Linked DNA regions of Zea mays: region 2 is linked to region 1. Evidence: chromatin contacts called from public Hi-C data. All regions are on one chromosome and are shown on one strand. Each heading gives the region's core, a stretch centred on a gene start, on an enhancer-like site or on the middle of the called end of the contact. The rest is flanking DNA. Distances are from core to core; before and after follow the strand shown.

What was found. A called contact is a pair of places that touch in the nucleus more often than the background predicts.
Region 2: a Hi-C map of endosperm shows a contact between it and region 1, with 3 times the contacts expected there. The contact joins the promoter of LOC100281336 here to the promoter of LOC100273625 in region 1. A contact is called at or near these places in 6 of 25 Hi-C or Micro-C datasets (ear, endosperm, leaf and 1 more) and 1 of 3 datasets of contacts at active chromatin or transcription factors (leaf).

The regions. Positions count from the first base shown.
Region 1 is chr10:65,335,480-65,340,044 of Zm-B73-REFERENCE-NAM-5.0, reverse strand. It overlaps LOC100273625, which reads left to right and starts at 2,755. Exons shown (of 8, transcript NM_001148041.1): 1 at 2,755-2,840; 2 at 3,270-3,556; 3 at 3,662-3,886; 4 at 3,979-4,170; 5 at 4,341-4,451; 6 at 4,556-4,565. The coding sequence starts at 3,521.
Region 2 is chr10:65,553,564-65,557,662 of Zm-B73-REFERENCE-NAM-5.0, reverse strand. LOC100281336 reads left to right here and starts at 2,549. Exons shown (of 4, transcript NM_001353052.1): 1 at 2,549-2,803; 2 at 3,711-3,824; 3 at 3,936-4,099. The coding sequence starts at 2,712.

The DNA.
Region 1 (4,565 bases), core at 1,506-4,005:
GGATGCACTCTAGTTGTAACATACATAATGAAATGCCAATGCTAATGAAGTCATGACCAAGTTTTAGTTCTTATAACACCAGAGGTGTTACATCTAGGGCGAAGCTCGGGCCATCTTCCTCCTCGGAGTCTAGGTACCCCGAGGGGAAAGGAAACCCGGCATACATCCTTGTGACAGAGCTAGTGTCGAAGCTTGGCTCGAAGGGGATGGGAACACATGCGGTTCTCCCCCGACCCTCAACAAATCTCACCAAGGAGCGATCGGCTCCTCCCAACCCGCAGGTGGGAGGACTGGTGTGATTGGTACCACTCGCTCGACAGCATGGGGAACTGGCGTTTCCCACATCGGAGGAGGTGGCACGCAGAGAAAGTCGGCGCAGGTGCCACTGGTGGCGCTCTGGGCACAATGCTGGCATGGGCTAGGTCCCTCAAGAGGGAGTCTATGCCATCAGCCATCCCAGGGGCTCCTATAGAGCACAGGGTGCCATGAGTGGCACGATCTCGGTTGCTCCGTCTCTACCTCCTGCGACGAGAAGGGCGGTGATGGGAGCTTGGGCGCTCGAGAGGGATAGACAAGAGGAGTATCGTGTCATACTAGATGCCGAGTGACATGAACTCCAGGCTCCCGAACCTGATCACCGTCCCAAGCCTGAGTGGATGGTGGAAACCTGTCATCTAGAGTCTTGGCGGGAACTAAAAGTGTTTCACGCGACAAGCCCCTACTTGGCGCGTCAACTGTCGACGTTCGGACTAGGGGTCCTAACCAACTAGTAAATAATGTCGCGTGGCCAGACTCTAGATGGTGTGCTAGTAGATACAAGTAGTTTATCCTGGTTCGGGCAACGTAAGGCTCTACTTCCAACAAAGGGGGGTTAGGCTTATATTACTCGCACCGAGGTGCCTGTAGTAGGGGTTACAAACACGACGGGAGAGGGGAAGTCCCCAAGTCCCTAGAAATGATTGAGGCAAGTGCCAATATCTAAGACCGAGTAGACCGAGTGGAGAACTGAGTGTTTATCGGTGTGTTCCTTATCTGGTTGTCCTTCCCTTGGAGGGACTCTACTGCCCTATTTATACATGAAGGGGGCGTCCACAGTGAAGCCTGGTGTTGTATTCAAAGGAGAGATGTCTTGGCGCCCTGCAAGCCGACGTGGCGGTGCACTGTGTTGTTGACTTGCGTCCACTGGTTTCCCGCTGAGAGCCGAGGCAGAGACCGAGGGATTATCCGTACACCCGAGCCCCCAGGGGAGAGGCTGCCCATTATGTAGTTGTTGTAATAGCGCCGGGGTAAGGCTAAAGGCCTGCTTACGGGGTGCATCAGCGTCCTTGCGCGGGATGACGTCGAGATTTCCTGTGGCGCTTATCGAGGTCGGAGCCCCGCTCGGGCGAGGCGGAAGTCTTCCCGAGGTGTTGGACGAGCCATCCCTTGACGTGCGCCACAGTTTTGGCGGAGTGGTCGTCCGCGGGATTCGTAGAGGAGTAGGTGGCCGAGGCTGAGCTTGGGCGAGGCGAAGAATTCATTTGAGGTCTAAACTCGACGTCGGGCGTGGCGAAGAAATTGCTCGAGGGCCGGACTCGGCATCGGGCGATGCGGAGATTGCGCCCGTGGATTGGACTCGGCGTCGGGCGAGGCGGAGAAATGCGCCCGAGGGCCGGTCTGCTCTGCTTGTCGTATTAGATGTCCCATCGGGGGATGGCAGGCGGCGTGCGCGTACTGTAGCGGAGACGTAATCATGTTGTTGCGTCCAGATGTGATTGTCGTCTTGTCAACCACTGTGCTCTGCTGCCGCATCGTTGGGTAGGTACGCGCATTAAATGCAGGTGTTCCCTTCCTGTTATCGGGCGCTTCTGTCTTATCTGCCTGAGATTGGCTCGAACAAGACAGTCGGGGCGGTGGCGACCTCGGGCGAGGCGGAGTTCCACCCTAGGCAGGAGATCCTCGGGGAGAGGCCTCAGTCGTTTCCCCTCGAGGGTTTCGTTCTTATCTCTCTGAGTGCGTTCTTCGGGGGATATTTCAGGTATCCCTAATTATTACCCCCCGACAGTTAGAGTGTTAGACCACCACATATAGTGTTTGCCCTAGGTTTAGGCCTAATGTTAGATGTAGGTTAGAACACCTCTTACCCATACGCATCATTGTATGAGTTACACCATAGGGGTTTATAGTAGTGCAAGATCGTAACAACTGTATTTGTGGTGTGGCCGCCACCATATAATGGAGAGACGCGACATTTTGGTTGAAAAACTCGATTGTGAAGATAGTGAAGAGTATTTGGGAGAGGTCACATCGAAACACCACTGTGCGCGGAGAAGACCCGAGGTATCCACGAGTTATTTGATATGGAGTTTAGCCTTTCTGTAGGGTCTTTGGGAGTGGCTCCAAATTCTCTAATGAAGACTAGAGAGAAGATTGCACGCTTAATGATACCTTGATAAAACTATTAATAAGAATCTGTAGCTCTATTGTATTTAGGTTTAAATATTTATATTGTGTGCTTTGATTATATGTTTTATCTTTTATTTTAGTTATACCTACCACTACCATATAGTTCGAACGCGATAATAGTATGTGTTTTCTTTTACAAAAAAAGTTAAAATAATCGGACATGGGGTTGGCGGCAGCTTGATGCAGGCCCACTGGCACAGGCCCATGGCCCCGCGCCGTTACGATTGGGTTGGACCGTTGGACGTGCCATTGCCGACCGAGCCTGAAATCGTTCTATCCTCGCCGCCGCCGCCGCCGCCGCCGTTTGTTATCGCTCGGAGTTTCTCCGTTCCCGTCTCTCCGGCCGCTGCAGGTACGCCTAGCAACGGCGTCAATCGCTTCCTCCCAACCCGCAGGTACTCACCTGTAGCTGTATGCTGCAACCTTGCCTTGTCTTCATCCATCACCCCTAGCGGCCCAGCGTGCGCGCAACCCCCACCCACCGACGCCTGGGACGGACGTCGCTGCCTCCCTACTTTTTCCCCTCCGCCGCCGACGAGCACCACCATATGCCTTCTCCTTGGTCTTCTCTTTTTGCTGTGTGCGAAACCTTGCGCCCAAACCCTAATTTCCTATCCGTATTCGGATCTGAATCTCATTACAAGTGTGTAGGCATGTATTTTTGTTACTAACTTCAATTGCTTTGCAAAAAATTATCGGGTGTACCCATTTCCTTTACTAGGTCCACCCCTGATTCTATCTGCCCTATTTTTCTTCACATTTGTTATGTAGTTGGTAAAATCCCTTAACTTGCGCATCTTTGCCTTCTTCTTCCTTTATTTTAGGTTATCAAATACGGTGAACCTTGTGTTCCTGTGAAATTTTGCAGCTCATTATACATTGAAGGCAGAAAGTCATTCTCCAATCTGAAGGCGAAACAAGGTGTGCACATATATGTTCTAGAGGATAAAGTTCACTGAGCTGCTGTTGGGCATTGGAGAGCCCAGTTGTGGTTCTATGCCTGAAAGGAATTCTTTGTAATTTTCTCCTGTATCTGGTTCTGTTATCATCATTATTTTCCTGGTGTGGGGCAATCATGTCAGAGAGCGAGTTAGCAGTAATAAAACCAGAGGTACATTTTCCATTGCTGTTTCTGTTAATTAGAGAGGAAATGTTGTGTTCTTATCTTCATTGCATCATTTGGGCCTAAATCAAGTTTTTTGGTGAACTCTGACAGGCATTGAAAACTTATATCTGGCTTCAGTGCTTTGATGGCTCCATACAACAAGTGGAGGAAGAAGTTGCCATGTTCTGCCCTATGATATGTCGGGAAATAATGAAAAATGGGACAGGGTCATCTAAGAATCATGCTATAGTTCTACCGGAAAGAGTTAATCCGGCAAGTTTGAGTTTGATTCTTGATTATTGTCGGTTTCATCAGGTCCCTGGGCGCTCAAACAAGGTTTGCTGCACTTTATATTCATCTTGAAAGTTTTGTTTGTTGAATCTATATTTGTTCGAGCATATCTTATCATGGATTTCCTACATTTGTAGGAGCGGAAGTCATTCGATGAAAAGTTTGTCAGGATAGACACAGAAAAACTGTGTAAGTTGGCTTCTGCAGCCCTTGGTCTGCAGTTAAGGCCACTAGTTGATCTTACTTGTGGAGCACTTGCTCGAATCATTGGAGGAAAAACACCTGATGAAGTTAGAGATATTTTCCATTTACCAGATGACTTAACAGAGGTAAGAGTACCACTTGAATAGTCGTGTATAGGAAAAGGTTCTCTTGATCTCCCTGAGTACAATTCCCCCATCTGGAGCTAAAAAAAGACAGATTTCATTAACACAAACTCAGCTTGATAAAGTGAATCATTTCCTTTTAGATGTTGACACATTTGACACCTATTTGCCAGGAAGAGAAACTGGAGCCACTAAAAAATTTAAATGATGATCCTACAATTCGTTTATTGAACCGATTGTATGCAAAGAAGCGGAAAGAACTGCAGGAACGCCAGAAACTAAAGGTACTTCTCATTTATTTACTATGTGTTGTGTTCAATGATGTATCGTACTTCATCAGTTTTTTGTTCTAGTTTTATGTTTATTTTTGAGGTTCGCTTTATTTCAGGATGTTCAAA
Region 2 (4,099 bases), core at 1,300-3,799, 220 kb before region 1:
AAGTTTTAGATTTATTTGGATACTAAAAACCAATTTTCTTTATTAACTTTACCTATTTTATTAATTCTTGGGCTGCGGCTACTAATTACTGAAAGATCGGGGTGCGCTCTGTAAATGCCAGGACTGATCTGAATGGGTTTTTGAACTTGTATGGACCGCGGGTTGAATCGGGAAAAAGACAGGGTCTCTTTGGTAAAACACAGGGGCTGAAGGGGGTATCGAGGAATCCCATCTACCCGATCATCAATCTATGGCCCCGATTAGATCTACTCCTTTGGGTGAACCGGTACGCGTTTACGGCCACAGGATCCAGATCCCACGGCGCACGATTAATGAGACGTGTGATACACGCATATCGTCCGATGGGATATCAACGCCCCGAAACGCGCCCGGCCGAAGCGGTACCTGACTCACAGATCTAGCCGTCCACAAACAGATCGATGGTGGCAGCACCATCTTCTTTCCCTGGCTGTCAACACGGCGGCGCACAGCGCCAGTGCGGCGGCGCCATGACCTACAATGTCAATCCCGAGCATAAAGTCTCCAAACTCGAAACCGATTAGGGAAATAGGGAGCGGGCAACCTTGTGAACTAGCGGTTGGGTGGCAGACTATGAATCATCCAGTCATAAGCCTTGGCCGCGGCGAAGTGTGGATTTTGGGGCGGTGTGGTACACCGACGAGAAATTGCGACTTACCCCCAGCACCATATGCTTGAAGGGTGCCCACAACATCTTCCATGCGCACCGCGCTCCACCCTGGTCGAGTTCCCGAGGCCGAACCGGCGGTGGAGACTAGATCCAAGCGCGGCGACACTCCGTCCTCTCTCTATTCCGTTCCTGATGGTGGGGAAAACAGGGTTCACGGCATGGTTTTATAGCCAGGGATGGTACGCCAATGGTCGGCCCGACTCCGAGATCAGCGCGGGATTGGAGGTGGTCTGTTGCGGACTTGCGATGAACTCGGTGGAGGACAGCTCCGGGCGAAGTTTTCGCCATACTGTTTGAAGCCAGCGCCGTGGATAATGCAAGGACCAGGTGGAAGACCTCCCTGACCGCGGGCCCCATGCGGCAGCGACAGCGGACACGATGCGGTCTCAGCTGGTACACAGAGTCAACCGACTGACATGCTGGGTCCACGCGTCACAGACCCAAAGAGAAGCGGCCAGGCTATTGGGCCGGTGCGGGATGTGGAGAACGTGGGCGCGAGAGGGAGAAGCCGTGTTGGGCCGAGGCAGGGACTTTGGCTATCGCGGAGCAGAGGTGGCCCAAGAGCGGGTGTCTCCTTTTTTTTCTATTTCTCATTTCACATCAAGTTTTGTGCTTAAAATTCAAATTAAATTCAAGCTTCCTATTTGAAGTTTCAAAAATCCAATTCAAATTCAAAACCCTGTTTGAATTTTATGATTTCAGCTTTCAAATATAATTCTAATGTAAGAGTAAATCCTTTTTTCATTTTCAAGCTGGTTTCACGAACTTGGATACAAATGCAATAATACAAGAATGAGATGAATATTTCTGTATTTATTTATTTGTTGTTTGACCCTTATAATTCCTATTAATTGATTATGCACAAAGAAAGAGAACCTAATAAATCTCCAAAGGCTCCACAATTCCAAACACTTTTATATCAATATATGCATTTATTTATTTTTATATTTTTTTTATTACACTAATTTTTTTAGGGCTTTACAATAATGCATATATATCATTGACTTTTTGCCTCATGCTCGATAATAATCTTGCAACAGTTGCGCCTTGCTTCCTTCACAACACTAGAATTTTCTTTTTCTTCGCCTCTTTCTCTTCAGTTGCTTCTGCAATCTCTTTTTCAGGCTCTTCACAGGCTCTTCAGTTAGGTTCTCTGGCATCGGAACATTCTCAATTAATTCTAGTTGAGGCATTCTCTCTTCTGGTTGTGCCATCTGCAAATGAGAAGTCCTTAAGCAACATTGGAACAACATTCATATTTGGAACAACATTCATATATACATCAATGCTCTAAGCAACATTTGCGAGTTTGCAAGGACATATTCATATTTGCATGCAAATTGGAACAGCAAGCTGGCAGCAGCATTTGTATTTGCATGCAAATGAGAAGTCCGGATTACATTACATTGGAGGATTCTTTGCTGGTTGTCGTCGTGCCTTCGGTGGGCGTACCTTGCGTGGTGCCTAGAGCTACAGCTGGTCGCAGGGAGCGGCACGCTGGAGCCCGAACTGGAGCGAGATGCCGGCGCTGGAGCAGACGAATCACATCGCAGTGTACCCGCGCTACGACTACGAGTAGTCACGCGCGCATCGCATCACAGGCACTAGAACAGAGCACACGAATTGCAAGCCGCCTTCATTCGCTCGCTGCCTGCGACTATAAAGCGATACGCGATGCGATGCGATACGCGAGCGGGGGATCGAATCGAACGCCAGAAGTACGGAGCCCTGCACTGCACCCCGAGGCCCACACACTGACACGTCCGGCCCCACCTAGCCTCACTGGCTCCCTCTCCCACGCGGCTATAAAGCGCGGTCCGGCCCCTGCCCGAATGTTCCGTGCCTGCCAGAAGTAGAATCATTCGATTCCCCAAAGCGAAATCCGCAGCCTCGCCTCTCTCGCCATTTTCCAGGCGCGCGCTCGGCGCGGCCGCCGCCAGCGATACAGATCCTTGCACGGACACAAGGGCTCCGCGCTCCCACCGGATCGGATCCCGTCCCGATGGCTCCCACTCCCACTCACACGGCGGCGGCGGTGGCGCTCGCCGCGCACGACTCGTCCGGCCACCTCGCGCCGCTCACCATCACCCGCAGGTGCGTGCCCCGCCTTGTTTGTTCGGCATCTGTGGCATATTTATATATATAGGGAACGTCCATCGTACGCGCGATGATGCCCTTCTAGAACGTTCTAGATCCCATGCATGCATGCGCCGTGCCGGTCGAGAGGCATCCGAAATGTCCAGCGCGCGGACGCCCCGGCCTGGGTCTCGCCAGTCGCCACCGTCCTCGCCGATCGACCTGCCGACCGGACTGCGAGCCGCTCGGCTTGATCTGATTGGCGCAGGCCAACGTATACGGCATGCATGCCTCTCCCGGCCGGCATGCCCTTACCGCCGGGGACAAAGCCAGAATTTTTTTTAAGAAGAGCTGAACTAAACAACTGTAATATAAAAGTCATTTCTATATTATATATGTACGCTAAAAATTTTAAAAGAGGCTCTAGTGCGGCTGACTCAGCAGCGTTAGGAGGGGTTGGAGGCCCGCTCGCCCCACCGCTGACTTCGTCCCTTCTTACCTTGCCTTCTGAATCATACAATACTCACTCCCTACTTTTTTTATTGGTTATATTTTAGTTTAAAAATAAACTATTGAACTATATGTATTCGAAAACAGATGTGTTTTCATGCGCCAACTGTTACAAGGGGCCGCCGTTGGATGAAATTGATCTCATGTTTGGAAGTCCACCCGCTTGTTACTTACTCCCTTCGTTCTAAATTAAAATTCGTTTTATCCTTTTACTAAATTTATATAATATTTAATGTATGGTGGCTTTCCGGTGCCTACAGTCTTTTCAGAATAATTTAGTTTTTTCTAGTTAATTCATCGGCCGATAACATGACAATTGACAAGATGATGTAGATCGTCTTTTGTTTGAATTGAATATAGACCATTCCGTGACTATATATTATGAGCATGTGTCACTTCTGTCACACACATGCAGGAGCACCGGGGACGACGATGTAGCGATAAAGATCCTGTACTGTGGGATGTGTCACTCTGACCTTCACAGCATCAAGAACGAGTGGCACAACGCCACGTACCCCATGGTCCCTGGGTGCGTCGTCACTAATAATTCCATGCATATATGCCTATATATCTGTACCTCGATCTCGTATTATTGTCATTCTGAACACTGAACACGTACGTACACATCGCATGCATGCAGTCACGAGATCGCCGGAGTGGTGACGGAGGTGGGCAAGAACGTGACCAGCTTCAAGGCCGGGGACCGCGTCGGCGTGGGCTGCATGGTGAACTCGTGCCAGTCGTGCGGCAGCTGCGACGAGGACTTCGAGAACAGCTGCCGGGCCGTCATCTTCACCTACAACT